4 separate regions of the Mus musculus genome follow, and all the other regions are linked to region 4. Evidence: chromatin contacts called from public HiChIP or PLAC-seq and promoter capture Hi-C data. All regions are on one chromosome and are shown on one strand. Each heading gives the region's core, a stretch centred on a gene start, on an enhancer-like site or on the middle of the called end of the contact. The rest is flanking DNA. Distances are from core to core; before and after follow the strand shown. Region 1 overlaps Arhgef19 (Rho guanine nucleotide exchange factor (GEF) 19). Region 2 has its middle 8.9 kb from the start of Gm13056. Region 3 holds the start of Fblim1 (filamin binding LIM protein 1). Region 4 holds the start of Zbtb17 (zinc finger and BTB domain containing 17).

What was found. HiChIP or PLAC-seq counts read pairs in DNA pulled down with a chosen protein or histone mark. Capture Hi-C pulls out chosen DNA fragments and counts their contacts.
Region 1: a contact with region 4 is called in an HNF4G HiChIP or PLAC-seq map of pancreatic cancer cells. The contact joins the enhancer-like site here to the promoter of Zbtb17 in region 4. A contact is called at or near these places in 1 of 39 promoter capture datasets (liver), 2 of 484 Hi-C or Micro-C datasets (embryonic stem cells and liver), 4 of 115 datasets of contacts at active chromatin or transcription factors (embryonic midbrain, embryonic stem cells and pancreatic cancer cells) and 3 of 9 other capture datasets (adipose tissue, liver and pancreatic islet).
Region 2: a contact with region 4 is called in an H3K27ac HiChIP or PLAC-seq map of embryonic stem cells, with 9 read pairs. The contact joins the enhancer-like site here to the promoter of Zbtb17 in region 4. A contact is called at or near these places in 1 of 484 Hi-C or Micro-C datasets (nephron progenitors), 3 of 115 datasets of contacts at active chromatin or transcription factors (embryonic stem cells and extraembryonic endoderm stem cells) and 1 of 9 other capture datasets (adipose tissue).
Region 3: a promoter capture Hi-C map of liver shows a contact between it and region 4. The contact joins the promoter of Fblim1 here to the promoter of Zbtb17 in region 4. A contact is called at or near these places in 5 of 39 promoter capture datasets (the 3T3-L1 cell line, embryonic stem cells, hematopoietic stem and progenitor cells and 2 more), 1 of 15 datasets of contacts at CTCF or cohesin (stem cell-derived epiblast-like cells), 4 of 484 Hi-C or Micro-C datasets (B cells, bone marrow-derived macrophages and embryonic stem cells), 21 of 115 datasets of contacts at active chromatin or transcription factors (the 230-238 cell line, the NIH/3T3 cell line, bone marrow-derived macrophages and 13 more) and 5 of 9 other capture datasets (adipose tissue, embryonic stem cells, liver and 2 more).

Annotation. Positions count from the first base shown.
Region 1 is chr4:141,254,429-141,261,945 of GRCm38.p6, forward strand. Arhgef19 (Rho guanine nucleotide exchange factor (GEF) 19) reads left to right here. Exons shown (of 18, transcript NM_001379647.1): 15 at 1-20; 16 at 273-352; 17 at 1,876-1,980; 18 at 2,294-3,076. The coding sequence ends at 2,451. Among named protein-coding and RNA genes, the nearest start is that of Gm52686, 9.2 kb to the left of the region's middle. Within about 2 kb of position 5,808, at least 49 of the 459 cell types and tissues checked have an H3K27ac peak or open chromatin away from gene starts, as enhancers often do. A contact at or near this core is called in liver and pancreatic cancer cells, where this site is marked.
Region 2 is chr4:141,283,721-141,290,905 of GRCm38.p6, forward strand. No RefSeq gene overlaps it. Among named protein-coding and RNA genes, the nearest start is that of Gm13056, 8.9 kb to the left of the region's middle. Within about 2 kb of position 4,226, at least 114 of the 459 cell types and tissues checked have an H3K27ac peak or open chromatin away from gene starts, as enhancers often do. A contact at or near this core is called in embryonic stem cells and extraembryonic endoderm stem cells, where this site is marked.
Region 3 is chr4:141,593,807-141,601,490 of GRCm38.p6, forward strand. Fblim1 (filamin binding LIM protein 1) reads right to left here and starts at 6,118. Exons shown (of 9, transcript NM_001163256.1): 1 at 6,042-6,118; 2 at 2,089-2,142; 3 at 1,418-1,673. The coding sequence starts at 1,664.
Region 4 is chr4:141,439,133-141,445,984 of GRCm38.p6, forward strand. It overlaps Zbtb17 (zinc finger and BTB domain containing 17), which reads left to right and starts at 5,541. Exons shown (of 16, transcript NM_009541.2): 1 at 5,541-5,670. Gm42337 reads right to left here. Exons shown (of 4, transcript XM_030253993.1): 3 at 5,461-6,051; 4 at 4,854-5,172. The coding sequence ends at 5,105.

The DNA of each region.
Region 1 (7,517 bases), core at 4,558-7,057, 180 kb before region 4:
CTGCTGAGAGCACGGACCGAGTAAGCAAACCCTGAGCAGGGGCCCTGCTGCACCCGCAGAGGCAGAGAGCGAGGCTGGATGGGAGGCGGCGCGAGGTCGCATCGGCTAAAACTCCGTGTAGAAGCAGTGGGGTTTGGAGCAAAGGCCTGGTGCCTTGCTTTGTAGCCAAGGATGTCTGCACCTTACCCAAGCTCTCCCAGTTCTGGTTCCCACCCCTGCTCTGGGCCATTGTAACTTGCCCGCCCCACATAGCCACACCTCCCCCTCCCTAGAAGTGAGAAGCAACGGTGGATTTCAGCCTTGAGACCATCCAGCCCCCAGGAGGACAAGGAGATCACATGTGATGGGGAAGGTAGGACCCAGAACTCTCTGGGGTGGCTCTGAAGACCGCTTAGGGGCTGGGCAGGGTGCACAGGCCAACCCCGTAGGCCCATCTTGCAGACTGAGAGACTCAAGTGCCTAGTCTAGGTCGTCTGGGCTAGACAGAGCTGGGTCTGGAGCCCACAGCTGTCTGTCTGTGTCGGTTGCAAAGCAGATAGGCCTGGTGTATTGGGGGTGGGGGGTGGGGTTGCTAAGATGATGGTGGTAACCGGTTGGAGGCTCAGCTGGGATGGAGGCAGCTCCCTTGGGTGTGATACAAGGCTGTCAAGCAGGCCACATCTCAGTGGAGAGGCTCTGGGCAGGCAGTGGACCATGGGTAGCCCTGGAAGGCGTTTGAGCAGGGGCACAGATCTGAGAGGGGGAGACAGACACATTCCTAGCAAGCATGCGCTGTGGCTGTGTCTGGGGACTGGACTCATTTTATTTACTCCTCGTGGTGATCAAGTTAGCCAGGTTCATTGGCTTCGGGTTTTTTCCCCATCTTAGAAACTAAGGCTCAGAAAGGTTAAGTAACTTGCCCAAAGTCACACAGCCAGTTCCTGCCTGAGCTGAGAGTCAGGCCAAGTCTGGTGTTCTCCCTCCCTCCCTCCCTTCCTTTCTTCTTCCCTTTTTGAGACCAGAGTCTTGCTGTGTAGCCCAGGCTGGCCTTGAATAAGTAGCAAACCTCCTGCCTCAGGTTCCCTATGTACTGGGATTGCAAGTGTGAGCCACCACACCCAGCTCAAAGTCGTTTGCATTGCTCCTTCTCATCTGTCTACTCTGTCATCAAACTCTGAGGGCTGGAACGGGACAGAGTCTCTCGTTTGGGCTCTGAGCCCCACTGAGGCCAAGGACCAGCCTCCTCCTCTAGCCAAGCCATCAGCAGAAGCCTCTGAGAGATGGCCCTGAGGGTGGAGTCAGGCCCTCCTGCCTGGCAGAAGACATCAGTTGCTCAGGGCCCACAGCATCCCTGTGTGGCTGGAACAAACATCCTGAGAGTCTGAGGGAAGCAAGCTAGGAAGGAAGGGAAGCCAGAGTGGGCGGTGTCACGCGGAGCACTGTGGATCATTTTTTAAAAGATTTATTTATTTATTGTATGCATATGGGTACACTATTGCTCTCTTCAGAGACACCAGAAGAGGGCATCAGATCGGATAGTTGTGAGCCACCATATGGTTGCTGGGAATTGAACTCAGGACCTCTAGAAGAGCAGTCGGTGCTCTTAACCACTGAGCCATCTCTCCAGCCCAGCACTATGGATCTTGAGGGGCCTTTGGGACTTTAGAGGCCCAGAGAACTGTTGGGGCGAGTGAAGGGCATTGGGGGCTTGTGGGGGGAGTCTAGAGGTCAGTTCGAGGTGTCACTGTGAGCTGGGGTGGTCAGCACACTTGGTCAGAGCCTCAGGTTAGGAAAGTTGTCTGCCATGGGCAGAGGAGCAACTGTCCCGGGTTTTCTTTTTTCCCACTGCCTCCCACCTCTGATCTGGGGACTTCTGGACCCTCTCTCGGCTCTCAGACCGACCCCAGGTCCAGTGTGTGAGGACCTACAAGGCCCTGCAGCCAGATGAACTCACCTTGGAGAAGACAGACATCCTGGCAGTGAAGACCAGGACCAGCGATGGTGAGAACCAGGCCTTCCCAAGAGCCCTTTTGAGGGGCACGACGTAGCTACATGACCAACCTGTCTCAGGGGAAGGTTATGCAAGTGGCGATCAACCACAGCATTCGGGAATCTGGTTAGACCAGAGGAAGGACTTCCTGCTTGAGAATGGAGAGTGGTGGGGGAGAGTAGGAAATACCCTTCTCAGAGGTGTGGCCCATTCCCAGGAGCTGGTGACGTTATGGTAATGTCACCTGGCCCCTGGCTGGCATCAGGCTACACGGTGTTCCGTCCCAGGCCCATCTGGCAGCCCTTCCTTGCTGTGTGTTCCTAGGCTGGCTGGAGGGCGTGCGCCTGGCCGATGGTGAGAAGGGATGGGTGCCTCAGGCCCATGTGGTGGAGATCAGCAGCCTCAGCGCTCGACTGCGCAACCTCAGAGAGTACAAGAGGGTCTCCAACGCCAGCAGCAAGCTGGGGGACCCACCTGCCTGATGCTCTGCTGGGGCCCAGCTGGGGCCACTCGGGTGCGGGTGGCCTCTGTGTGTCTGAGGGCCGCCTTCACAGTCACTGGGGGGTGTCAGTCCTGTAAATATGCTCTGGCTGCCTCTGCTCACAGTCTGAGCTGGGGCCTTTGCACCGGCTGCCCCATCAGGAGGGCGGGGCTGGCTGTTCCTGCTGTCACTGGTCTCCAGGTGTCCCGTGGGCAGAGGGGCTGCCTCAACCTGCTACTTTGTCCTCCAAGTAGCAAAGTGTCAGATCCAAGCAGGCTTGAATATTAAAGTGACTCTGTGAGTTTTCCTAGTTGCCAAGAAAGCAACCACCGACTGGGGGGCCTTGAAACTATCAAAGCACAGCTCAGAGGCCAGGCTCACAACTCAACCTCCTGGGCTGGGCTCCAGGAGGAGGTGATGCCGGGGCCCCATCAGGATTTCAGGAGAGAATCGCTCTTTGCCTCTGTGAACTTTGTGGTTGCCAGTGAGCGGCACTTGCAGACAAATCCCAATCCTACTACGTGTCCTCGTCCGCCTCCAGCTGTGAGCCTATGGCTTCAATGGGAGATCCCCTGCCCCCCAACCATCTCCCCATCACTACCCTGGAAAAACCATCTACAAACATACATCTTCCCTGTTTTGTTGTTTTGTTTTGCTTATTTGTTTAAAAAAACGTTTTAGATGTATTTCATGTAGCATCTGCTTCTGTGCACCCTGTGCATGTAATACCAGGGGAGGCCAGAAGAGGGCGACAGATTCCCTGAAAATGGAGTTACAGATGGTTGTGAGCCACCATGAGCTAGGAACCAAAACCAGGTCCCAGTCAGTGCCTTTAACCCCCAAGCCACCTCTCCGACCCCCTACATACAGTTTAAAATATGTAACATTAGCTGGGCAGCGGTGGCGCTTACCTTTAATCATAGCACTCAGGAGGCAGAGGCAGGTGGATCTCTGAGTTCAAGGCCAGCCTGGTCTACAGAGTTCCAGGACACAGGACTACACAGAAAACAAGTCCCCGGAATAAAGACATAAATATGTATTGCAGATATTTTTTTTTCCAGCAAAAGCTGTGTCAGAATAGAGATGTGATTGGACCAGCTTGGATCCATGGTTTCCTGTGCACTGATCAGGATTAGTGTGTGCTGTTGGGCCTATTAAGTGTAGCTTTCACTTGTAGGCCCTACACAGTGGGGTAGCTTTCTGTCACAGCAACAAAATGCTTGAAATAATTTAAGAAGAAACGTGTATTCTGAGTCTTTAGAGGTTTCAATCCAGAGTCACCTGGCCTTGGTGCTCTGAGCCAATGGTAGCCCAGTAATTCATGGTGGACATGTCTGACACACAGAGGGAGAGGTGGGGTCTCCGTATCCCCTCCCAGTGACCTAATAATACCTCCCAGGTTCATTTGCCATAACCCACCTCGTGTCGTGACCCTTGGTGTCTGGGACACTTAGATCCAAATGGCAGCAGTAGCCATGTGTGCAGTCCTGAGAGCCAGGCTGAGCAGGGTTGACCCTGGAGTCCCATGGGCCACTGGGGGCACCTCTGCTGACCCAGAGGGTGAGTTAGCTGTGAACAGTTGGGATGGGGTCTTCTTCGGGGCTTAGAGAAGGGGCCCAGGCATGGTGGTGCACACCCTTAATCCCCACACAAGAGAGGCAGGGGCAGGTCCAGGACAGCTAGGGCTTGCTTCACACCTCTCTCTCTCTCTCTCTCTCTCTCTCTCTCTCTCTCTCTCTCTCTCTCTCTCTCTCTCTCTCTCTCCTAAAGAGAAGAAGGGGTGGCCCCGGCCATGGGTGGTCAGGGAGGAATGCTGACTAAGGTTTTAGGGCGATGTGGGAGCGTGTCTGTTTTCCTCCTGCTGTTGTTCTGTGTTTGATGGATACACTCTCCCTCCGAGCCCACACACCAGTCTCTCTTCAGTTTCCTGGGGCAGGGTTTAGATAGGCCCATTGGCTCAAACTCACAATGTAACCAAGGATTCTCCTTCTTTCTAATGTTCTTTGCACAAGTTGGTTTCTATTGATTTGGTTGGTTGGTTGGTTCTGGTTTTTTCGAGACAGGGTTTCTCTGTGTAGCCCTGGCTGTCCTGGAACTCACTCTGTAGACCAGACTGGCCTTGAACTCAGAAATCCGCCTGCCTCTGCCTCCCAAGTGCTGGGATTGTTTTTTAAGGCAAGGTCTCCAGCCCAAGACAGACTCGGACTCCCTACATAGTCCAGGATGACTTCGAACTCCTAAATCTCCTGCCCCCACCTCTCAGTGCTAGAATTACAGACCCAAGCTACCACCGCAGGTTCATGTGGTGCTGGGGATGGAACTTGGCTTTGGGTCCCACTTGATCCTCCCAAACTGCGCGGCATCCTTACCCCCGCCCCAGCCCCGCTCCGAATCGGTTTTGTATTTAGGTTTTCGTTCTTTGGATCCACCCTGAAGTCCAGGTGGTTCCCCCTCTACTGCGTCCACGTGAGCGTGAGCTGAACCTCGCCCGGGTCTTACTCAGTCCACACGTGCCCTCTCCTGTCTGTCCTCTAACTTCCCTGTCTGTCTGACTCAGCTCCTCTGTTTTCCCTTGTTTTTCCTGGGTTTTCCTGACCTGGGCAATTTTGAGGCTTTCTGGTCGGTATTTTGTACACGATCCTGCAATTTGGGTGTATCTGATGTTTTTCTCATGACGAAGCCGGAGTTGCTGCGGCTTTCGGCGGGAACACCACAGAGGTAAACAGAGTCCTCTGCTCATGACGTCAGGAGTCACGTGATGGCCACATGGGTCACCAATGGGGTTGATTGTTTTTCCTTTCCTCCCCCTGCGTCCCCAGTTCTCACATTGTAGTCCAGGCTAGCCTCAAACTCAAGGCAAACCTCTTCTTCCCTTCCCAAGTACTGGCATGAGAGAGGTGAGCTGCCAAGCCCCGACGATGTACACAATCTTTAAACAAACAACAACAACAACAAAACCAAAAAAAAGCTTTACAGAGGGTCTTAACGAAGCTCATGCTGGCCTTGGCCCAGGCCTGCCCCTCCTGAGGGCTAGGATAACAGACCATGTTGAAAAACATTTTGGGGGGAATTGCTGGCGACCTAACTCTTCCTTCTTCCCCCACCCCCCTCTTTCTTTCTTTTTCATCTTTTTCTTTCTTTCATTCTTTTCTTTTCCTTTCTTTCTTGGATGAAACCCAGGCCCCACCCACACCAGCCAGGACCAGGAAACACTCCTGGGTCCCGTGCGGTTTGTGTTCCCCCACCGTGCCGACTCAGGCTTTCACTTCATTCATTCCGTCAGCCTGCCATGTCTGTCAGCGCGGACTCATTCGCTGGGCTGGGATCCAATATGTGTTTACACATCGTCCTAGCAAGCTGGGTGTGGCAGTGCACAGCGATTAGCCAAGCACTCCCTGGGGAAGTGGGAGGGGCTATGTCAGGAGGACCGTAGCCGAGGAGACCCCCCCCCTCCTACAAAGTAAGACCCTTCTGCCCCATAAAGGGGGACTAGGGGCTGGGGAGGCACCAGTGTTGGAGTGACCCAGGGCAAGATTCCTGTACTGCATAAGCGGCAGGGTGGTGCCTGCAACCCAAGCACTCAGGTGAGGGCAGGGCGGAAGAAATTCTTGGGCCATTTGAGAGAGACCCTGATCAGAGCCTCTTGGGTCCGCCCTGTCCTGTATATCCCATGCCCTCAGGGCTCACACTACAGCGAGCTCCAGGCTCAAGTCCTGCCCAGGTAGAATCTGTTAAAGAGTTGGACTCTTTCCAAAGAACAGAGTTCTCCATGCTGATGAGGTATCTAGAGGCCCTGAGGACTTAGCCAATAAGCATCCCTTCTTGGACCTTCCTCCCTGCAAAGGGTATTTATTTAATCACTAGTCCACCCTGAGAAGGAGGTACTCACCCATTTTCCATGATGAACAATAAACAATTTGGAATCAAGGACCATCTCTTTCATCGCAGTGGGGAGCATAGAGAAGGCCTTTGACTACTGAGTCACAACGCTGCTGTCTAAACCTCCCGTAGAAGGACCCTCTACATGCCCAGACTCGCCACCACAGCTAAGCCAGAGTCCCCCATCCCTGTCATCCTCAGCCTGCAGACCCCAACTCCATCCCCAACCCCTTGTGACCCAGCAGAATCGGGATGTCCGGGAGTTTGGGAGCCCCAGCCCTGAGCTCCTCATGAGAGGCCCACGGACCCTTGACCCTCTGTTCCTGACTCTTGAAGTTTCCAGTTGCAACTGAACTCCTGTCTCCTCAGCCTCAGCCTGTGCTGTGTCTCACCCAGGCTGCTCCCCCCCACCCCCCCCTTAGGCTATGTTCATAACCCTTTTGTCTGTCTGAGCAGAGTTCACACACCCCAGTGGTGAGATGGACCACAGGGAGGGGCTGCGTGTACCACAGAGCTTATGTGTGTGGGGGGGGGTGGGGGGGATGTCAGAGGGTAACTGCAAAAATCAAGTTCTCTTTCTTCCACATGTGGGTTCCAGGGATTGAATTTCAGTCATCAGGCTTGGTGGCCAGCGCCTTTACCTGCTGAGTCAACTTGCTGGCCCAAATCCATATATTTTCATACCTGAATACCATGAATGTAGGAAGACATCTAGCTCCTTTAAGACTCTCTGCTTCAGGCTGGAGAGATGGCTCAGCGGTTAAGAGCACTGACTGCTCTTCCAGAGGTCCTGAGTTCAATTCCCAGCAACCACATGGTGGCTCACAACCATCTCTAATGGGATCTGACGCCCTCTTCTGGTGAGTCTGAAGATAGCAACAGTGTACTCACTAGGGGAAAAAAATAAGGCTCTGCTTCAGCTTTAAACAGGGGTGGCAGTGGGGAGACAGAAGCAGGTCAGGGTAAGATCCGCAATCCTCTGAAGGAAGACCCCAGATTCGGATAGTATACAAAGACAAAGAGTGTTTAATCTGCAGAAACAGCCAGCATGCTAGGGTCACCAAGAATTGGGGAGGGTTACCATCATTACCAAATGGTATATTCGAGTCCCTTTTTAACAGGACGGCTTAATTGCTTCTTAGATAACAGCAGACTTCTAAAACTTAGGGTATATCCCAAGGGGTTACA
Region 2 (7,185 bases), core at 2,976-5,475, 160 kb before region 4:
CAGGAGTGTGACCTTGGGGCTCCAGTCCCCTTGCCTAGAAATGAAGTCATGGCTGTCTGCCTTAACCTCCTCCACTTGGGGACCTTGTCCCTGGATCCTGGCTCAGAGCTGAGGGCTCCTGAAAAGACACACCACACTAACACACACACACACACACACACACACACACACACACACACACACACACACACACCCTGATGCTCTCAGATGCCCCCAGGGGTGGTCTACAGCTGAGTTGTTCATCACTCTTAGCTGGGAGAATCTGGCTCCTAGAATGCCTGGGGCTCAAGCCAGGCAAAAACTGTAGCCCAAAGCCTCGGAGAGACACGGGCTGACTCGCAGCTTTAATGTGCAGTCTGATCCGCAGGGTCTGGAGAGCCCCAGCAGGCGGGGCTTCCCTTTCTCCCTAGGGACACAGTCTTCAGTCCTGTAATATAGGGCCCTTGGTTAGAAGTGAGGACGTTATGAAGGTGTTCCCAGAGGGTGGGGGAGGGGAGCAGGTTCACTCTAAGCAGTCACGGGTTCTGCTCAAGTGTGCACACAAGGGCACACGTGCATATTCTGCATTCAGACCCAGCCTTTGCTATGGTCTGAGTTCTATACATTGAAACCTCTGAGAATCCTCAACCTGCTGGTGGTACCCACTACCCTGTCTCCTTTTGTTGCATTGTGTGTGTGTGTGTGTGTGTGTGTGTGTGTGTGTGTGTGTGTGTGTGCTTGGGCCTGCCATGTCCTCCTTTAGTGAACAATGAGACAGAGACTTCTCATTAAAACAGATCTGGCAGAAAAGATGACATTCTAAAGGGATGACCTTGTCTTTCAAGGTGACTATCAGGCCAAGGAAACAGTGCAGCCCAAATAATTAGCAACTTCATAAATTGGAATTTCCCCAGGAATCTCAAAATGGGAGAAGGGAAAGGCCCTACCCTTCTGGGAGGGAATTTGTCCCCTGATGGGAGAATCCACATAGCTTGTTGGACCACCCTACTGCTGAGGCTGAAAGCCCAGACAACAATGGGTGGGTGGGTATGGGACCGCGCCTTGACCCAGGCTGCCTAGATGTACACATCCTCAGCTCTCCATTTAACCATTAGTCTCACTTCAGAGCCGACCCAAGAGTGGGAAGTTTGTGAACTCTCTGTCCCTACTCCCAATGTGACCACACTCAAGAAATCTTTTTCTGCTTTCTATTTTTTTTTTTGTCTATTTGTTTTTGTGAGACAAGTTTTCTCTGTGTCCTGGACTCACTTTGTAGACCAGGCTGGCCTCGAACTCAGAGATATCCATTTGCCTCTGCCTCCCAAGTGCTGGGATGAAAGGTGTGTCCACCGGAGCCAGCCCGCTCTCCTTTTTAAATTGTCTTACTCAGGATGGTGGCAGGATCTGACTTGGGGTACAGTTTGTGAGCCTCAAATTTGATAATAGGATCAAGCCACGACCCAGTCTTCTGAGGATGAAATTGGAATCAGAATTCTACTTTACTCTCTGTCCGCCCCCTTCCCCCCCTCCCCGCCCCCAGCCTCACACCCAGGGGAGTAGGGAGCGTCCAGGGCATGGCTCTCTACTGCAGGGCCCAGGAGGGGCACAGCGCACCTCTCAGGCTTCCGGGAGGGGCCTCTCAGATAACAGCTGATCCTCAGGTTTTGTTCCTGCCACAAAGGCTCCCCCGGATCCAGGCTTAGCAATGAATGGTGAATGGAGGCTGTGGTCCCTTCCCTCGGCTGGGCAGGCAGTTCTTCTAGGGGCTGGAGAGCCTAGCTTGCTTCACAGAGTCTGGCTCCATACCCTAGGGGGAAGCAAAAGCAAGCAGACCTGGGGCATTAAAGGAGGCGGCAGAGGTCTTGGGCGCACACCTGGACGGACTCGGATTTTCCAAGGACAGGTAGCTGAGGTATATTCTGTCTTCAGTGCAGTTTTGGTAACACAGCTCTAGTATCTCCAATTCAGAAACTCAAACCGTCGGTGTCTGTGAGTGACACGGGATGGCCAGCCGAGTTCAAATTTTGGATTTTCAGAAGAAGGATGCTCAAGTCCTTGAAAGAGTCTAGACGAATGCTCTAAGATCTGAAATAGTTCTGGTCCAGAGAGTGTGGGAGATCTCCCCGATAGCACAGCAAGACAGAAACCGGACCACTGAGCAGGTCCAGTCCAGAGTCAAGAGTTCTGTTCCTGAAAGAGCTGCCTCCCCTGCTCCAGAGCAACACAGAAAAGGACAAAGGCAGGTAGAGGAAGAGGAAGAAGAAGAGGAAGCGGTCTTGCTAGAGGAAGGAAAGGAGGCTTTCCTGGGGGGGGGGAGGGTAGAAGAAGGGTCCCCACCAGGACACAGTTCCTGGAAGAGAGGAGATAAAAGCCAGGATTTCTTTACCTAAACCTCCCAATAGCCCCCCCCCTCCTTGAGGAGGATCTGGGGTCACTATACCTGGGACTCAGATTTGCTTAAGACAGTAGATATAGGGGCAGGAGAGATGGCTCAGTGGTTAAAAGCACTGACTGCTCTTGCAGAGGTTCTGAGTTCAATTCCCAGCAACCACATGGTGGCTCACAACCATCTGTAATGGGATCTGATGCCCTCTTCTGGTGTGTCTGAAGACAGCGACAGTGTACTCACATACATAAAATAAATTTAAAAAAATTTAAAAGGGGCTGGAGAGATGGCTTAGTGGGTAAGAGCACTGAGTGCTCTTCCGAAGGTCCTGAGTTCAAATCCCAGCAACTACATGGTGGCTCACAACCATCCATAATGAGATCTGATGCCCTCTTCTGGGGTGTCTGAAGACAGCTAGAGTGTACTTACCTATAATAAATAAATCTTTAAAAAAAAATTAAAAAGACAGTAGACATGAAGGGTGAAAGCGACCTATCCTGGAATCTAGCCATGCTGTGCTGTCTCAGGGAGGTATAAATCCCTCTCTGATCCAACACTCAAGGCTCCCCTCATCCTAATGGAGATCTTCATCCACACCTCACAGGGGTGTGGAATCCGTAACTGAAGGTCCCCTCGCTGAAGGTTTTCATGCTAGGGCTGCTTTTCAGCCAAAATCTTAGGCAGGCAGGCTTTGTCCAATGTCGCGTAGACTATAAATCTCAGAGTCTCTTTGCCCTTCACTTTGGCCCCCTCCCCTGAGGCCTGCTTGTGGTCTGTTACTGTGTCTGGGACCCAGAGCCAAGGCTGCTGCAGAGCCCCAGGACCTACTGTGAGACGCCCTTCTGTCCAGGGAAAGAGGACGGAAAGGGAGGCAGCTTACCTGCCCCCCAGGTCCCAACCCTGCTGCTGTGGCAGCCCCCAGGAATGCTACTGCATTCCTGTGGCGGGGTGTGGCTGCCCACAGCTCTGTTTGCCCAAGGCCTGGCCGGGTTGCTAAGTAAGCCTTAGCTCCGGGTGCTGAGTCAGCACTCTCTGCTCAGTGCCTGTCATTCTCTGGAAACCCAGTCACCAGTTCGGTCCTGGCAGGAGGCAGGGTAGACTCTCTGCCTCTTCCCTTGGAGGAGGGAGGGGTGCTTTGAAACTCAAAGTGACATCAACAGCAGGGAGGGATGGTGGAAGTTGGGGCCCTCAGAGAACTTGGGGTGGGGGGAGCCGCTCCGTGTGTTTCAGGAACGAAGCTGAGGATTTTGGACCCTGCGAAAGGGGACTGCTTTGCGGCACGCATGCAGATGACCGTGACCGGCGCCGAGCTGGCTGCTGCGTTCCAGTCCCTTATCTCGTGTAATAAAACTGACTCAGTCTCTCTTACTGTCGATTTTGCATGTGGGGTAACTGAGATGTATCCCAGGACTGGCAACGGGAGCCTGGACTAGCCCCTCTCCCTCTAGTTCTCCGTTTCCTATGCTGGCTGGGGTTCACAGAAGTCTCTCTGTCCTGGAAGGAAGGAAAGAGTGTGCCTGAGAGATCCGGAGGACAGGTGACAGCCCTCACCGGCCTCTCCCCTGGGGCCGACTTTGATCCTCCAGCGGCGTCGCCGCCACAGCCGGCAGCCTCAGATTCCCCTTATCTTTATAGGTAGTACCCTTGGCCTGCGGGCTCCCCACCCCAGCCTGGCATCCTGAGGGTAAGATACAACTTCCTCCCAAGAAGCCAGAGTGGAGCAGAAGGCCAGAGCCACATGGGGCAAGAGACATCGGAAGTCTGGGATGTTGGCTTTCCAGGCCCTCTAGGGCTGCTGACAGTGGACCGGCTGGGTGTGGGCACTGGCTGACAGGGCGAGGCATGAGGGTCAAGAGGCCACCAGTTTCGATGGCTGGGTTTTGTGGCTTTCGATAAGAGAGGAATGGCAGAGTCATTGGGACATGGAGTGGGTGGGGCTAACTCTAAGGTGGCCAGGCACTTTTAAAGCCATTGTCCAGCTCAGTTCTGAGGTCCCACTGCCCCCGTCTGCTCCCTCAAAACAGATGATAGTGATTTGAGTCAAGGTCACAGGTGACAGCATCTTTCATCACTGGAAGCTCCGGTCCTCTGATGATGCGGGCGGGGGGGGGGGTATTGCCCTCCCTTTGGGGAGTTCACAACCAGAGGGTGGAGGCAGGTAACACTGATGTAGGCCAGGCCAGTCTGGATGTAAGGAAGTCAGGGTGAGGCCTCAGGACCTTGAGGTCAGGCCTGGAGGAAGACAGTTTCACAGGAGGGGAGTCTCCGCCGCGTGAGCCTGAGGCATGTGTGCAGGTCATTAACATAGGCAGATGCTGCATGCCAAACAGTTATTAGCATTGCTCTCTGGAGACAGGGGACCAGGACAGAGTATTACTGGGCAGCAGCAGGCAGCCTTCCCCGTTCCCAGCTCCACGCCTCACACACTCCTGCACAGACACCTACAGGAAAACACTACTTGTATCATTGTGCATGCTTGCATTCGTGCGCAGGTGCATGTGTGTGTTTATGTATATGCAGATGCTTATACAGACAGAGGCCAGAGGACAGCCTGCACTATCCCTCAGGTCAGCCTTTCGTCGGAGGTAGGGTCTCTCCCTGGCCTGGAACTTGGCAAGTGGTGGGGAGTAATAGCTTTGCTGCCTTCTCCCCAGGGCCTGATCGAAAACGCATTCCGCCACACCTGGCTTTTTATGTGGGTTCTAAGTATTCAATTCTGGTCCTCATGTTTGCAAGGCAAATGTTTCTTCAGCTGAACTATTTTTCCAGCCTCCACGCCCCCCCCCCCACCTCCATTACTACTCTCTAAGGCAGGACCTCAGAGTTGAAGGGATGCCGTTGGAGTTAAGAGGACCCAGGTTCTGTTCCCAGCATCTATAACTCCAGTTCCAGAGGGATCCAATCCCCTTTTTTTAAGCCTGTGAGGGCACTGGGCACACACGTGATACACATAAATACATTCAGGTTAAACACCCATGCACATAAAAAATGAAACAAAAGAAAAGACAGGGTCTTGAGTAGCTAAGGATAGCTTCCAGCTCCCAGTCCACCTTTTGCTACCTCCCAAGCAAGCAGGGTTAAGAGAATGTGTCTGCCCCATCGGGCTTTCTTTCTTTTGGTTTATCAAAATAGGGTCTCACTCTAGCCTAGGCTGGCCTGGAACTCACTATGTAGCTCAGGCTAACTTGAAACTCACAGCAATCCTTTTGCCCTCACCTTCTGAATGCTGGGTTTACGGGCACACATCCCCACGCATGCCCAGTTTGGGCGGAGCGAACCCTAGGCTTTCTGTAAGCACCGGATGGCCCACCCGAGCTACGTCCCCAGTTTTAGTTGTCTGACTGAGTAAACCTTTCACCTCTCAGCGCCTGTTGCCTGTTCGTCTGTGGAGGCTGCTGACAGCCGCCTGTCTGATGCAGGCTCTGTCGTGCTGCCTCAGACACTCAGAGGTAGATGCCCATGCTGGCCCCATACTTTCACCTGGCCCAACCCTGCCCTCAGGACGCCTGAGTCATGTGCCTCCCCACATGGCCCACTCAAGTGTCTACAACTCGGAAGAACTGTGACCTGCTCTCCGAGGGAGCCTTTGCCCCTTTGCCAGCAGCATGCTATCTCTGGGGCAGACCCCAGGTCAGCCGGACCCCATAGGGTTTAAAGGTCTTTTGTGAGCTCCACAAGAGCTCGCTTTAAATCCGGGCTGTCCCCTTCGTTCAATCTCTGCCCCCTGTAAAACCGGAGGTTAACAGTCATCGGGATGAACTCTGAGAGAGGATCCATCCAGATTTAGTGTTCTGGGGTCACCACTACGTGCTCAACCGGAAGTGTGGCCACCGGAAGACAGAGCCTCTGTGCGGTTGCAAGAAGACATAGTCGCCAGGTGACCTCAACAAACCTGTTATGTTCTAGGCCCCGAGTTGGGCACTGGAGCCTCAGAATGACAGCAAAGTAAAACCAGTCTCAACTCCTGAAGGCTCTCGTCCTGCACCAGGAATGCGTCCATAGCCAGATGTGAGTCAGTGCAAGGAACACTGGGAAATGCAGAGTGCCCGGGAAGGAATGGGGCTGCCACATGCCGGGGGGGGGGGGGGAATGTTCGTTAAGTGATTTTTTTTCCCTCCTTGACTCAACTTTTCCATCCATAGAATGGGCATGAAATGACCACCTGGCTGGCTTGCTGTCCATATATATTCAAGAGGTATGGGCACCTAGCCCGGCTCATCAGCAGGATGGACAATGGCTATGGGTGGTTTCTATCCTGGAGGGGTGTCATCTCTTATCCCTTTCTTTTCTTCTAAGCCTGTGTTGGGGTGGGCCTTCCAGTATAGCCAAGGCTATCTGTTCCCACAGCCTATGTCCATGGCCTATGTACAGCCCTGGATTCAGTCACTAGGTCTTAAGGCCAGGGAAGCCATTGAGGCTTCTTGAATGTGTCTGTCTGTGCAAGACAAAGAGACCCTCATCAGCCTGGCTTTGAACATGTCTGGCGACCATAGACCAGAGCAAAAGGCAGGGATGTATAGCTCTGAGTCTACAGAAGAGAAGACTGGGGATGTGTGTGTGTGTGTGTGTGTGTGTGTGGTGGTGGTGGTGGTGGTGGGTGTCACAAGCCATGCCTGGTGACCTAGGACTCTCCAGGATGTGGGAGCTGGAGGTCCCTCAGAGATGTCTAGACTCTCCACCAGTGTGGAGAGCCCCACTCAGGGCCTGAAGGGTGGGGCTCACTAAGTGCAGCAGGTACCAGGGCCAGGACCGTCTGGAGCCTGCCCACCCTAGCTGAGGCTCTTCAGAGCCAGAGCTGGCTGTGGGGTGTATGTAGCTCA
Region 3 (7,684 bases), core at 4,868-7,367, 160 kb after region 4:
TCTTAAAAAAAAAAAAAAGCTGGGTGTGGTGGCGCACGTCTTTAATCCCAGCACTTGGGAGGTAGAAGCAGGCAGATTTCTGAGTTCGAGGCCAGCTTGGTCTACAAAGTGAGTTCCAGGACAGCCAGGGCTACACAGAGAAACCCTGTCTTGAAAAAACAAACAAACAAACAAACAAAAACCAAACCAAACAAACAAACAAAAAAAAAACTAAAAAGTCAGTCCCAGAGCTAATAAGATGGCCCAGTGGGAAAAACATTTTCTACCAAGCCTAGTGACCCTAGTTCAATCCCCAGGCCTCAAATGGGGATGGGAAGGAGAGAAGTCACAGGGACAAGCTGTGCACTGAGCGCCTTGGACAGGCACGCGCGCGCCAGCACATGGCAGGAAAGAAACTGCACAGCAGGCCAGCAGCAGTGTGCACAATCAGCGTAAGACATCTTCCAGACCCTTCGAGCTCACTTCAGCCTCGGCCTTTGCACCTGTTTCCATGTCCCCTGTCCTGCAGAGACCTCAGAGCAGCCACCTCAAGGAGCTGTCTTCAGTCACTCCTCCATCTTGATGGCGGCACCAGGCTCCATTGTGACGCTTGCTCTTCTGACATGTGAGATGTTTTTGTCAATTCTTACTTACTTAGTGTGCATGTATGCATATGTGTGTGCGCCTGTGTGTATCTGTGTGTGTACCCATGTACCCATGTGTGTCTGTGTACATGGGGGTATCCGTGTGCATGGGTGTGCCTGTGTATCTCTGTGTGTATGTTTATCCATGTACATGTATATGCTCACAGGTGTATCCATGTGCATGGGTGTATGTGTGTGTGAGTGTGCATGTGTCTATTTGTGTGTATGTATCCCCATGTACATGGGTGTATCCAGGTACATGTATGTCTGTGTACATGTGTGTATCCATGTGCATGTATGTGCATGTCCATGTGCACGCATGTATCTGTGTGTGTGCCTGTGTGCACATGTGTATATCTGTGTGCATGTGTGTGTATGTGTGGAGGTTAGAGGACAACCTGCAGGAGTTGATCTGCCTGTCCACCTTTAGGTAGGTTCTGGGAATTGAACTTAGGTCCTTACACTTGCCCAGCGAGCATTTTTACCGGCAGAGCCATCTTGCTGGTCCTGTATTAAAGCTCTTAATCTTCACAACTATACTTTGAAGTTTTTATGTGACATATCATATTCGTAAGGATCTCTATTGCTAAGAAATTGAGGCACAGGGAGGCTGAGGGACCTGCAACATCCCGGAGCTGAAAAGGAGAAGAGTCAGGACTCGGGCGCAGGTAGGTGGGTTCCAGAGTCGGCCTGGCACACGGACAGCACTTGATGAATGAGTGACCCCTAGCCTGCCCTTTTCTCCCTGCCTTGGTGCTAGCTCTGTCCTCGTCCCCTTAGAGATGCTCTCTTACCTCCATTGGAGAGCTGAGGTGTGACTCCAGAGAGTGAGGCATTGGTCTTGCCAGAGGGCGTCCAGGTCTTGGGGCTCCTGCCCACTGCGGCCCCAGGTGTCTTTGTGGGAAGCATCTCCCAGGGCCGAGCGCGTCTGGCTTCACAAGCTGCCTGGCCCACTTCCTCACTCACGGCTACATCTCGGCGTGGCGGTGCCAGGGTGATGAAGACAGAGGAGGCCACCCTTTTCTCAGGCTTGGAGGCCATGATCGCCTTCTGTTGGGGCCAGGAAGAGAAGGGGTTCAGGCTATCAAAGGGTATCCTGCTGGCCACCAAAGAGCTTGTCCAGAGCCTCCCTTCTCCTACAAGACACTGTCTAAATACCCAGGCCCTACCAGAGAGGGGACTGAGGCAGGAGAATGGTGTGGTCTGGGCCAGCCTGGGTTGCACAGTGAGCAGGGAAGGTCAGAGGAAGAAGTAGGAGGGGCAAGGGATGGCCTTCAGATAGGCCAGGTGGCTAGTTCACAGGGACCCACACACTCCAATGGCTCCTCCTGGTGGCCAGTGCTCCAGAGCAATGGACAGCCAGCCCTGCAGGATCCAGACCCTCCTCCTTGGCCACCTCCTTCAGAGCCCAGCCCAGACAGCTGGCGGGCAGGTATTAGGATACCCACCCCGACCCCTCCCTTACCTGAGAGACTGATTTCCTACTGGAAGACAAGGTCCAAAGTTCAGGCCAGCTCCACTGGAAGAGAACAGGATGGTAAGAGCGGCTGGAAGAGGAAAAGACAGCACGTGCTCCCCATGCTGCCGCGAGCACCCAGCGACACATCATCTTATTTCATCAGCGAGGAAACAGATGCCAGAAGTCAAGTCCCTTGACTGCTTTGTTCTCTTCTGCCCACTCCATCCAGCCCCGAAGTGTCACATCCTTGACACTCTGTGTGTGTGTGTGTGTGTGTGTGTGTGTGTGTGGTGGCTGTGGGTAGTTGAAGGTCTCCTATCTTACCTCCTAACCCTCATCTTCTCAGAGCATAAATCTGATTGTTTCTCCCCTGCTTAAAAGCTTTTTAAGACTGGGTGGTGGCAGTGTACCCTTTAATCCCAGCAGAGGGAGGCAGAGGCAGGCAGATCTGAGTTCAAGGCCAGCCTTGGCTACAGAGAGAGTTCCAAAGAAATCCTGTTTCAAACACACACATACACACACGCACACACGCACGCACGCACGCACGCACGTACGTAAATAATAAAAGTTTTTAAGCCGGGTGAGGTGGCGCACGCCTTTAATCCCAGCACTCGGGAGGCAGAGGCAGGCGGATTTCTGAGTTTGAGGCCAGCCTGGTCTACAAAATGAGTTCCAGGACAGCCAGGGCTACACAGAGAAACCCTGTCTTAAGGCTTCCCATTATCTCAGAGGATAAACTCTAAACTTCTATGGCTTCCCCCTCTCAACCCCATCCATCTCTCTGATACGGGGATGGGACTCAGGGTCTTGCACACGTGCGGTACAGAGCCAAGCCCCCAGCCTACCTCAAGTTCTTTTAACCCTCTTAGCCCTTTCTTTCCCGCCTTTCTCTGGGGGAGGATGTTCCTACAGGGTTAATTTTAACTCTCTCAAGGTCCAGTTCAAACCTCACCTCATCCAAGGGAGTGTCCCGACTCTCACCCTGGGGCAATGTCTGTTTCCTCACCTTGGGGACAACTCACCACAGGACCTGCTGGCTCATTATGCATGTGTCTGATACCCTCAGGTAACCCGCCTGCCTTCAGTGGTCTGCATCCAGAGCCAGAGAGCGGCTGGCAGTGCATGGGCTGAAGCAGGGATCTGGGCAGAGGGAGCACCTTCATGCTGGGAAGGACAGGCAGCTCCTGCAGACAGCAGCCTCTGGGGTGGGTCACTGGGGGTGAACTGGCCACAGAGCACCAAAGTCCTCCCTGGCACCCAACCATAGTTCCCTGGCTAAAAATGTGCCCCTTATCTCTCTCTCCCTTCCTGGCTCTGTGTGGGCCACCATGCCTCGACCCTGAAGCCCAGTCACGGGTGCTTAGGGAGGTGTATGGCTAGTCTAAATGGGGCTGGACAGTAGAGAGGGGTGACAGATCCAGAGTCCCTGATGGGATGGGGCTCCCACATGGTCACTCACAGGCCTTCCTCTGATCCCTAAAGTGCGTTGGCTTCCTTAGACCCTCCTGCAGGCTGACAGAGACACAGACCAAGAAAATAGCTCTGGGAGTGTCAGGCGAGGTGACACATGCTTTTAATCAGATGTGCCAAAGGCAAGAAACAGGGGAATGTCTGTGAGTTGGAGGCCAGCCTGGTCTACACAGCGATTTCCAGAATAGCCAGGGCTACACAGAGAAACCCTGTTTCCCAAAAGGGTAAAATCTTTTAAAAAAAAAAAAATTGGGGGCCTGGGCAATAGTGGTACACACCTCTAATCCCAGCACTTGGGAGGCAGAGGCAGGCAGATCTCTGTGAGTTCAAAGCCAGCCTGGACTACAGAGTGAGTTCCAAGACAGACAGGGCTACACAGAGAAACCCTGTCTAGTAAAAAAAAGTGTATAAAATATGTGTATGTGCACACACACACACACACACACACACACCTCACCAGGAATGAGGGCTCATACTTTTAATCCTAGCACTCAGAGGCAGAAGAGCAAGCAGATCTCTTCTCTTGTCAGTTCAAGGCCAGACTGGTCTACATAGCAAATCCCACACTAGCCCAAACAAAGAAACAAACAAACAAATTGAAGCCAAGAACGGCCACACATACTTGCAACTGTAATCTCAGAACTCAGGAAACCTGAGACAGGAGGACCATGGGTTCCAACCCAGCCTGGGCTACATAGTTAGACCCTCCCTCAACTCCACTGACATTTATAGAGTCGAGAGCTCAGCCTTCAAACCTCAGCTGTAGGGAGCCTCTGTCACGCAGTCCCAACAAGACTTAGAGTGGATTTTCTTGGCCCTCCAGCAGGCTTGGAATCCTTTCAGAGGATCCAGCAACCTGAAAGTCCTGGGGCATCCTTGGACTTTTTCTTCCCTGGACCACACAAGCCTCCTCCCCCACTCCAAGCTCCACCCCTTCCCCCAATAACCCAATCCAAACCAGTTTCTTGCGGTCAACACATTCTAGGCGGGTCCTCTGAGACAGGCTGTGGCTCTTCAGGAACCCTCCTCCACCCCCACCCCCACCCCGACTCTGACCCCCCATTCCGTTCTCCCTGCTTTCTCGGAAACATCCAGCGTGAAGGCCAGATGTTCGCAGCTGGGCAGCCATACCCGCCCTTTACGTTGTCATGCAGAGGTGGGGACCTCAGGGATGGAGCAGCGCTGGGGATTTTCAAAGCCCTGTCAGGTCCCTTAAGGAGAGCCTGCTGGCGCTTCCCTTTGGTCCCACTAACCCTGAGTTCACCCAGGCGGGGGTGGGGTGGGGGTTGGGGGGAGCATTCTATGAAAACTTCCCAGCAGACCCTCCACCCCCATCCTTCCTCCCCCGGAGGGCAAATCAGACACCCAGATCCAGTTGGGTAAGCGGAGAAAGTGGGAACAAAGGGAAAGAAAGTCATTTCCTGTCAAGAGGAAGGAAGGAGGCTGAGAGCCGGCCAGCCAGCCAGCCAGGGCCGGCCTTAGGCTGCAGCCCCTGGGAGGGGATGTGCTGGCGGCCTCGATAACTCTTTGCCCGCACTCTAAAGCCACCTCCGAGTCATTTCTAAGCATTGCTCTTTCACACAGACCAATAAGCAATCTAAGTTGAGGACTAGAATTAAACTTTGCTGAAAGTGGAAGAGTGAATGTCCCCCCACTCACTCCCACAAGACACCTTGCGATCTCAGAAGGCTAAGGGCCTCTCTCATCCTCTTTCCTAGACCAGAGAAAGGAAGAGGCGCAGAAGTCAGATCTCCTCAGGCTACCGGTCTTTTGTACTGGGCGACCTTGACGCGGTCACTCAACCTCTCTGGGCTCGCTTTCTATTCATAAAGAGAATAGAAGTCTGCCCTGGAGGGTGGCTGGGGAGGCCAGCTGGTCGTTCAGCCCCAGGGGGGAAGAAGGAGCCCTGCGGCTGGAGGACAGTGATCTCCATTGTTAAAAGCTGGAATCTGGGCGCTGCCCAGCCTCTCCCCCTGGGACCTCAGGTCTGGCCTGGAGATGGGGGAGTAGTTGCACTCACTTTGGGGATCGCCCACTTCCACACCCCGCCAAGCCAGGCGAGGAGACCCCAGGACCCTCCTTTCCCTCTCCAGACTGGAGCTGGAAACAGGGTCCGGGAGGGGCAAAAGAACTCGGGAACTCTGCTCCCTGGCACAGCAGCAGAGCGGGACAGTTGGCCGGGTCACCGCAGTGACTATAATTCGATCCATATGCGGGACGCTATCCTCTTTGTGCGGGAGCCTCTGCCCTGCTCAACCCGTCCCAATCAAGAGCCAGGAGATGACCCCTGTGCCGTCCCCGCACAGCCTCCCAGAGTCCCCAATGGCTGAGATCCTGGGACACACAGGGACAAGACACAGTACCCGCCCCGAGCCCCCCAACCGCGCCGAGCTGGGTTCAGTACGGTGGCCGAGAGTTGCCCATGTGGCCACCTGAAGTTGACCCTGCCCGGGGAGCACAGCCAGGACCCCCACGCCGCACCCGCTTACCTGCCGCGCTCCCCACGCCCGGCCTCCGCCGGCGCTGCGCCTCCGCCCCTTGCTCCCGCCCCAGCCTCCCTCCGCCCGCCGCCCCGCGCGCGCCTTACCATAAAAGGTGACGCTCGGGGAGGGGGCGCTGGCTCGCCCTACCTGCCCCCCCACCTGTGGCCGCGCCCCCTCCCTTTGTTCCCACCACTCCTCCCCTTCCCTGTGGCTCCTCCTCCGCTGCCCACCCCCACGGTGCACCGGGGAGGGGCGGGGCGGGCTGGGGAGTGGGATCCTTAGCCAACCTCGCTCTAGGTCACCTGGATGAGAGGCTCCACCTGCCCCAATTGGTGGAGAGGGGTACTTGTAGCCAGACTGACTCTGAAATCCTTCAGGGTCATAAGTTAGGCTAGACGCATGACCTGGACTGTCAACCCCGTTTTCTTAAGCCTCAATCTTTAATTCCTAAAATGGGGTCCGCACAGCCCACCTCTGCAACGTGGCCTAGAGTTAAAGCGATAATGCTAACATATACTGGAGTTGCGGGGCTTATTCAAAGGATGCCTGGGGTAGGGTTTTCAGACACCCCAGCGAAGCAAGTCACCTGGATCTGCTGTCCTGGGCTGTCACTGCCTGTGTGAGCCTATGAATCCTTCTACAAGTGGGTCTCAGGTCCTGTAGTGGAAAGAGGCCCTTACAGGAGACAGGGGAAACAATCAGGTCACCTGTTTGCTTTCCGGCCCTGTTACTGGCCCCTGAAGAAGCAGAGCACAGGGCCCTGCGGCCTGGGTTGGGGCTGCTCTGGACAGCTCAGGTCCCTAGAGACCTGAAGACATTGCAGGGGAAAGGAATCTAGGTCTGATTCCCAGGCAAGCCGATTGTTCTTTCGATTAGAGGCACAATGGGGGACTGGGCAGGGGAGAGCTGGACCCAGAGTCATGGGGGGGGGGTAACTAGGAAGGATTAGGTCCCCTTCTGCAGCCCTCCTCGCCCCCCCCCCCCACATACAACAGCTCCTCGAGGTGGTCCTTGTATTGCTGCAGAAGAGAGGTGTCAGAGTGGGGTGTCTGGGTGCTCAGCTCCATCCTCCGCCTCCCCACTAAGCCCCACCCCCTTAATGGCCTCCCCAGTCTTTGCCATTAGATTTTTCCATTTGATTCTACCCGCCAGTGTGGAGTCACAACGACGACAGTAACTGCTGTTTCTAGAGACTTCCCTTGTGTCCCTTTCAAACCTTTCATCTAACCCTTCCAGACTCTACTCCAGGGCTGATAGGTCCCACCCCACAGACCAGACACTGAAGCCGGCGAGGACCGAGGCTTGTGCAATGGGCACTGGACAAGGCTAGATTCAAGCCAGACCGGAGAGTGCCCCTTAGGCACCCGGATCTGCTAGTCCCAGAGGCTGGATTGCTGCCACCATCCCCAGATGAGAGCCAAGGACAGAACCCAGTATTATGCTGAGGCTACCGGTGCCCAGGGGCCCCTTGGGTGCGTTCCCAACCTGGCAATGGGGCCTCTTGTCTGTGGCAGGTGTGGAGACTCTTACACCTCAGCTGAGAAAGGGGGGCGCCACTGAGTCAAGGTGGTACTGACCTACCCGGTTACCCCACAATGAGACGCCACACGGAAGGAAGGGTTGACTTGGGGCCTTCGCCAAGGTCAAAG
Region 4 (6,852 bases), core at 4,291-6,790:
TACTTTGCTTCCCTCTTTTAATTTAGTTCTTTTAATTGGCTTGTTGTGGATGTGTGGACAGACCTGGCTTGGCATAAGTTATGTTGACCTCCAAGTCACCTGCTAGAAGACAGCCTGGGGCACAGAGAGGGCGGGGAGGGGGAGTGCCTCAGCTCCTTAGAGGGAGGTGAGGTTCTTCTTTAAGTGGGGGAACGGCCATGTTCAGTGAGTAGATGGAGGGTCCCACTAAGGGTGTCTCTGCCAACCCCCAAACCCCGTGGTTTGGTTCCTGGCCATTTAGAAAGGGCTTTGTATGCTTGGTTAGGGCTGTGGACTTGGAGATGGTTATCAGGATTCCACGAAGCAGCTCCATCTAATCCTCTGAGGCCTGGGATTTGGAAAACTCTCCCTGATGAGAAAGGAAGGTGGGGCGTGTTACAGGAAAACCAGAGAGACAGGAAGAGAACCCCACCTCCCACTGCTGGCTTTGTACAGAACAAGGAAAAAAAAAAAACCACCACACCCTGAGTTATTCCACCTACGAGAGCTCTCACACTTCTCCAACAGACTCCTCACACCAAGGAGTGGTCGGGTTTGCGGCAGGCGCGAGCTGGGTGTTCCGTTCCGTTCAGTTCAGTTCAGTTCAGAAGATATGGAGTTAATGGTAGGTCCCATAGGTTGTGGGTTCTACTCCCAAGACGGCTTGACATCCTTCAGATACCAATCTCAAGCCTCTGTTTTTTTTTTTGTTTTTTTTTTTTAAGATTTATTTATTTCATGTATATGAGCATATATGAGTACATTGTCTTCATGCACACCAGAAGAGGGCGTCAGATCCCATTGCAGATGGTTGGGAGCCACCGTGTGGTTGCTGGGAATTGAACTCAGGACCTCTGGAAGAGCAGTCAGTGCTCTTACCCACTGAGCCATCTCTCCAGCCCACCTCAGGTGTTTTGAATCTGGGATGCCCCCCCCCCCCCAGCTATAAAGTGGGATTTTTTTTTTTTCTCGAGACAGGGTTCTGGCTGTCCTGGAACTCACTCTGTAGACCAGACTGACCTCGAACTCAGAAATCCGCCTGCCTATGCCTCCCGAGTGCTTGGATTAAAGGCGTGCCTGGCTAAAATGGAATTTTTACAACTCAGGTGAGGCTAATTTTTGGAGAACAAGCTACAGAGCTCAGGAAGACTTTGTCTTGATTTAGCAAGGTGTAGCCAGCATATTGCCTGAAGGCTGAACTCAGTTATTCCTGAGACAATAGATACAAATGGCCCAAATCCAACAGAACTTACTTCAAACATTAAGGTTCTCCCCACCCATTTATTTATTTATTTGTTTACATCACGTCTCTCTCACCCAAGAACTCTTTAGATGATGATGAATGACGCCATTTCAAATGTCAAAAGTCAGACATTTGTTTTGCAACACTCTGCCTACTCTAAATACCTCTGAAGTCTACACCTTAAAAGTGTATGTGTGGGGACTGGAGAGATGGCTCAGTGGGTAAGAGCACCCAACTGCTCTACCGAAGGTCCAGAGTTCAAATCCCAGCAACCACATGGTGGCTCACAACCATCTGAGATCTGACGCCCTCTTCTGGTGTGTCTGAAGACAGCTACAGTGTACTTACATGTAATAAATAAATCTTTTTTAAAAAAAGTGTATGTGCGTGAGTTTATGTGCATGGCATGTATACAGTTGCCCTTAATAAACTCATGTAGGCATGTAGATCAGATCGTTGTGAGCTGCCAAGTGGGCACTGGGAACTGTTAAATTTCAAACCCAAAGGTGGCAAAGGTGCCTATTTAACATATCAAAGCAGACCTGGATGCCAGGTTCTCCCAGAATTCCTCAGACCCTGTTACAGGACTTGGCTGGCATGCCCCACCCTCTACCTTCTGAACTCTTCAGCCAATGGTTGGGATGCCCTGCCCCCAATGTGTTTCCCTACACAATCCAGCCCTTTTGGTTCCTTGCCTTCTCTTGTTCCTTTTGAACCTTTGGCCTCCTGGTTCCTCCCTCTTCCTTCCCCTCCCCCTCTCCTGGAATGGCTCAAGGTCAAGACCAGCTGGACTCTCCCAGATGTGCCTGCCTCTGGCTAAGCTCTCCCTTTTATCTACAATAAACTTTCTCCTCCACCATACCTATGAGCAGTCAGGACCTTTCCTTTTTGATCTCTCTTCTTTCTTTCTTTCTTTCTTTCTTTCTTTCTTTCTTTCTTTCTTTCTTTCTTTCTTTCTTTCTTTCTTTCTTTCTGATCTCTAGCAAAGGAACCAAGTTGAAGTCCTCTGCAAGAGCAGTAAGTGCTTTTTTTTTCCCCTCGAGACAGGGTTTCTCCTGGCTGTCCTGGAGCTCACTTTGTAGACCAGGCTGGCCTCGAACTCAGAAATCCGCCTGCCTCTGCCTCCCGAGTGCTGGGATTAAAGGCGTGCGCCACCATGCTCGGCAACAGTAAGTGCTCTTAAGCTGCTTAGCTCTCCAGCCTCCCCCCCCCCATTAAAAATTAAATGTACGTAGCTAAATTGGCCTTGAGCTCAACCTTGCTGGTTGTGATGGTGCAAGCATTTAATCCCGGCACTCAGAGGCAGAGGCAGGTGGAATTGTGTGAGTTCCTGGACAGACAGGGCTATCCTTGTTTCAAAACAAATAAAAAAACCCTCAAAGCTCTCCCCCCATGCCTCAGCCTCCAGCTGGTTGGAACTGCATTTGTGTGCCACCACACCTGGCTCAGGAATCTTGTTTACTACACAGAGAAACCCTGTCATGGTTATGGGGTCCACTTAGATCCAATACAACTCAACAGCTCAGTACAGATAACAAAAAATGTAATCAGGCCACTACTTATCTGTCAGACCAAAAAGCATCGCAGGGGATGAACTGTGACCCCCCACTACTCAGCCCAAGCCAGAATGTTACAGAGCTTTTTTTTTTTTTTTTTCCCGGTTTTTCGAGACAGGGTTTCTCTGTGTAGCCCTGGCTGTCCTGGAACTCACTCTGTATACCAGGCTGGCCTCAAACTTAGAAATCCACCTGCCTTTGCCTCCCAAGTGCTGGGATTAAAGGCGTGCGCCACCACGCCCGGCTGTCACAGAGCTTTTAGGCTTGAAAAACCAGGATCATCTGTTGCAGGTCACAGTTACATTTTCCCACCCATCAGGATTTAGGCACAGGGAGTTTCCTTTCCGGTTTTATCTCTGTCAGCTGATACTGAATGCAGGTTTTACAGTCCAACCAATCAAATCCATTTGGTCAAAAAGAGGTTAGGAAGAGTCATGTTCTGGAACAGGCATGCCATTATGTTTTAGGGAACAAACGATAAATAATGGGAGCTGGTCAGCTATCGGGTAGTCCTCATCTCCTCTAGGGCCTGGAAACTAGAACTTAGCTTCCGCCTATCATTAAAATGGAGTCTGAAAACAAAATGGCAGTATTTAAGACAAGTTCCCTTTGCTTGTTCCCAATATCTTTTGTTTTGTTTGTTGTTTTTCGAGACAGGGTTTCTCTGTGTAGCCCTGGCTGCCCTGGAACTCACTCTGTAGATCAGGCTGGTCTCGAACTCAGAAATCCGCCTGCCTCTGCCTCCCAAGTGCTGGGATTAAAGGCGTGCGCCACCACTGCCCTGCATCCTTTTTTTTAGTTAAAGATTTTAATTATTTTATGTATATGAATACATGGTAGTTGTCTTCAGACACACACCAGGAGAACTCAGCAGATCCCATTACAGATGGTTGTGAGCCACCATATGGTAGCTGGGGATTGAATGCAGGACCTCTGGAAGGGCAGTCAGTGCTCTATTATATGTCTTCTCCTTGGTTAGACACAGTTCTGGCTTCAAAGGATGTTCTAGAACCTTCTCTCCTTGTAGAGCTAGAAGAAACTGAAAGGTGATGGAGGAGTCTCATGGCATTAGCAGCCTCTTGCAAAGTAACTGCCCTCAATGGGAGGAGGGACAGCTACCTTCGACTGACAAGGGGTCTCATTGAATTTTAGATTTAGAGATTGAGGACACAAGAGATCCATCTGTTCCACTTAGCCATCTCTATTTCCAGTTCCTAAGTATTAATCTTTCCATTTCCACACCCCTGGCCAAGCTATGAATATGACCCATCTAGAAATTACACCATGAATCTTTAGTGTGCAGAGTCAGAGAGCTGCCTGTCTCTAGCCTCCAAGTGCTGGGATTAAGGTGTGCATCACACTCAGCTAAGTCTTTGTTCTTTGAAGAGTTTTCAGTGAAATTATAAATAACAGTTAATATTCTGCAGTCCTGGCATAGTAATTAAATACAAACCCACCCTGGCTGCCAGCCCTGACCTTCTTCATGCCCTTCCCATATCACTTCCTCCCTGGGAATGGAGCCTGCATTCTCAGTCATGCTAGGCTAGTATTTTACCACTGACCTACATCTTTAGTTCTAATCTAATTTCCAACCTTCAGGACACTGAAGCCTGAGGTTTCCATACGATAGGTTGACTGGCCAATAAATCCCTGGGATTACAGAATGCACCACTCCTAGATTTTATTACTATTATTTATTTAATGTTTACTTAAATTCTATGAGTATTTTGCCTGCATGCTTGTATGTATGTCTAATTCCTGCAAATAGCAGAAGGCATCAGATCTCTTGAAATTGGAGTCACCATGTGGGTGCCGGGAATCGAAGCCAAGTTCTCTACAAGAGCAAAAGTGTCCTTAACCTCTGAGCTATCTCTCCTGCCAGCCCCCTGGCTTTTACCGTGGTTTTCAAGATAGAGCTTGTGTAGCAAGCAAGCACTTGTGCCACTGACCTGGCCCGCGGGTCAGTAAACAGGGTCTGAGAGAGAGAGAGTGGGGACAGGGGCAAGAGACGCGAAGAATGGAGACAAGACAGGCTATCTGATCAAATCTCATTTATTGGAAGGCAACTATGGGTATATATGCACTTGCTGGGAGTATGGCAGGAGATACTTAACCACAAATCCAGGATATGTAAGAGAAAAACAAGATGTTATCAGAGTGTGTTCAGCTGTGGTGGGCTTCTTGCAAAAACATCATGGTAGGAAAACAAGTCTCTTGTCAGGGTGGAAAAGTACCAACTTGTAAGTAAATAGCCCGAGATGGCTGCAGAGATGACAGCCGCTTTCTGCTAGGAGTCGGCTCCCAACAGGCCACTGAGTAATTTATTTACCCAGTCCGAGTTGCTGGGTTTGATCCCTAATACAACAAACAAACAAATAAATAAAATTACCAAAACCATAAAGGGAGTCACAAGTAGGTCCACATCTTTCCTTTGTCACAAAGATGTTTGAGTAATCCTTTTGCACCTAAGTTTTCACTCCTCCCAAAGAGAGGAGAAAGAACTCGGTTGTATCGTGTGAGCAATGAGACAATAAACAGTAAAGAGCTTAACACAGAGTCCGGTGCACAGCAAGTGTCCCGGCAGCTCTCTGTGGAGCCGGAAAACAAGGGTTAAAAGAGGTCCAACTCCAGAAGAGCACTAACTTTCGGCTGGCACGGCGCATGCGCCTGCCGGCGGTCGCGCACCTCGGACGAGCGCTGCGCCAGCGACGGAAGTCCCAGCCGGGAAGCCAGCGAGGTCGGTTCCGCCCGGTTCTAACATGGCGGCGCCCTTTGTCTGCTGTGAAGCGCTGCCCCCGGCCTTCTCGCGGCCGTGATGCACCTCCATCTGTGGTGGGGTTCGGGACATGGCAGGTGAGGCCCGGGCGGCGCCAGCGGTCCGGAAGTCCCGGGAGGCGGGACCCGAGGCGGCCGGGGACCGGGGCCACGGGACGCCGGGACGGTTGTGTGGGGGAGGGGAGGCCCGGGCGGAGGGCGCCGCGGGGCCCCGGGGCGGCGGGAGCGGCCCGGAGGGGTGGCCATGCACCCGCGCGGCCGACGGGGCGCGAGTCGCCTCCCGGGCTGGGTGACACCGCGGCTGGTGGCATCTCCGCCCCCGCCGCCGGGCTGTCACCGCCCCCTGACCCCGCGCGCCGGCTGCGGCGGGTGGGCGTGCTGCGGCCGCGTGGGGGCGAAGTGCGGGGCGGCGCGGGGCTGGTGGGGGCGACCTGGATGTGTCCCGGACCGGGAGCCGCACTGACCTCCCGTCACAGACCGTTCATTCATTCACTCGTCATCCATCCCACCATCCCTCCATCCCGTTTCCCTCGTTTCTCTCCGCCCCTGACAGATCTGAGGACAGAGCAGAAGTGCGGGCGGACTGGGTCCCCGAGTGCGACTAGGGTTCTCAGCTCCAAGCGGAGACTCTCTCCACCCCAGTATCCTCATCCTTAAAATGGGGTTATAATAAAATCTGTCTTCTGAGATGTGTGAGGGGTTACGTGGTATGTTGTCCAGGGCCTAGCATGGCCAGTTAAGAGCGTGAACGCGTGGAAAGTCCCTTGCTGCTGTTAAGTGTCATCACCGGCATCAGCGTTCAGAGCTCAGAGACTCACGTGGGAGAGAGAAACGGGCTTTCCAGATGTCAGTGCGCTGCAGGAAGGGAGCCTGACTTGGGAAACCGTACACAGTTTAGGTGAACCTAGGGAGTCCCCGTGTTTCAGAAAGCTGAGCCGAAAGGTTCCACGGGGGAGTGAGGCAGAAGGACAAGGGCATCCTAAGTTGAAGGTGTTGTCTGTACGAATGTTCAAGCTCCTCTTCCTCCGTCAGAGGTGGGTGGTAAAGTCAGCAGGCTCAGCTGAAGTCTTTGGGGATGCTGCAAACCCAGTTCAGCACTTTAACTTTTAGGTTAATGGGAAGGCATTTAAGAAGCCGGTTTGTGGACCAGAAAGATCACAGGTTGAGGCAGGCTGAAGAGGCATAAAGGAGTGGGCCTGAAATCAGTTAGAGATTGCTAGATGCTGGGTGGTGGTGGTGAACTTCTTTAATCCCGGCATT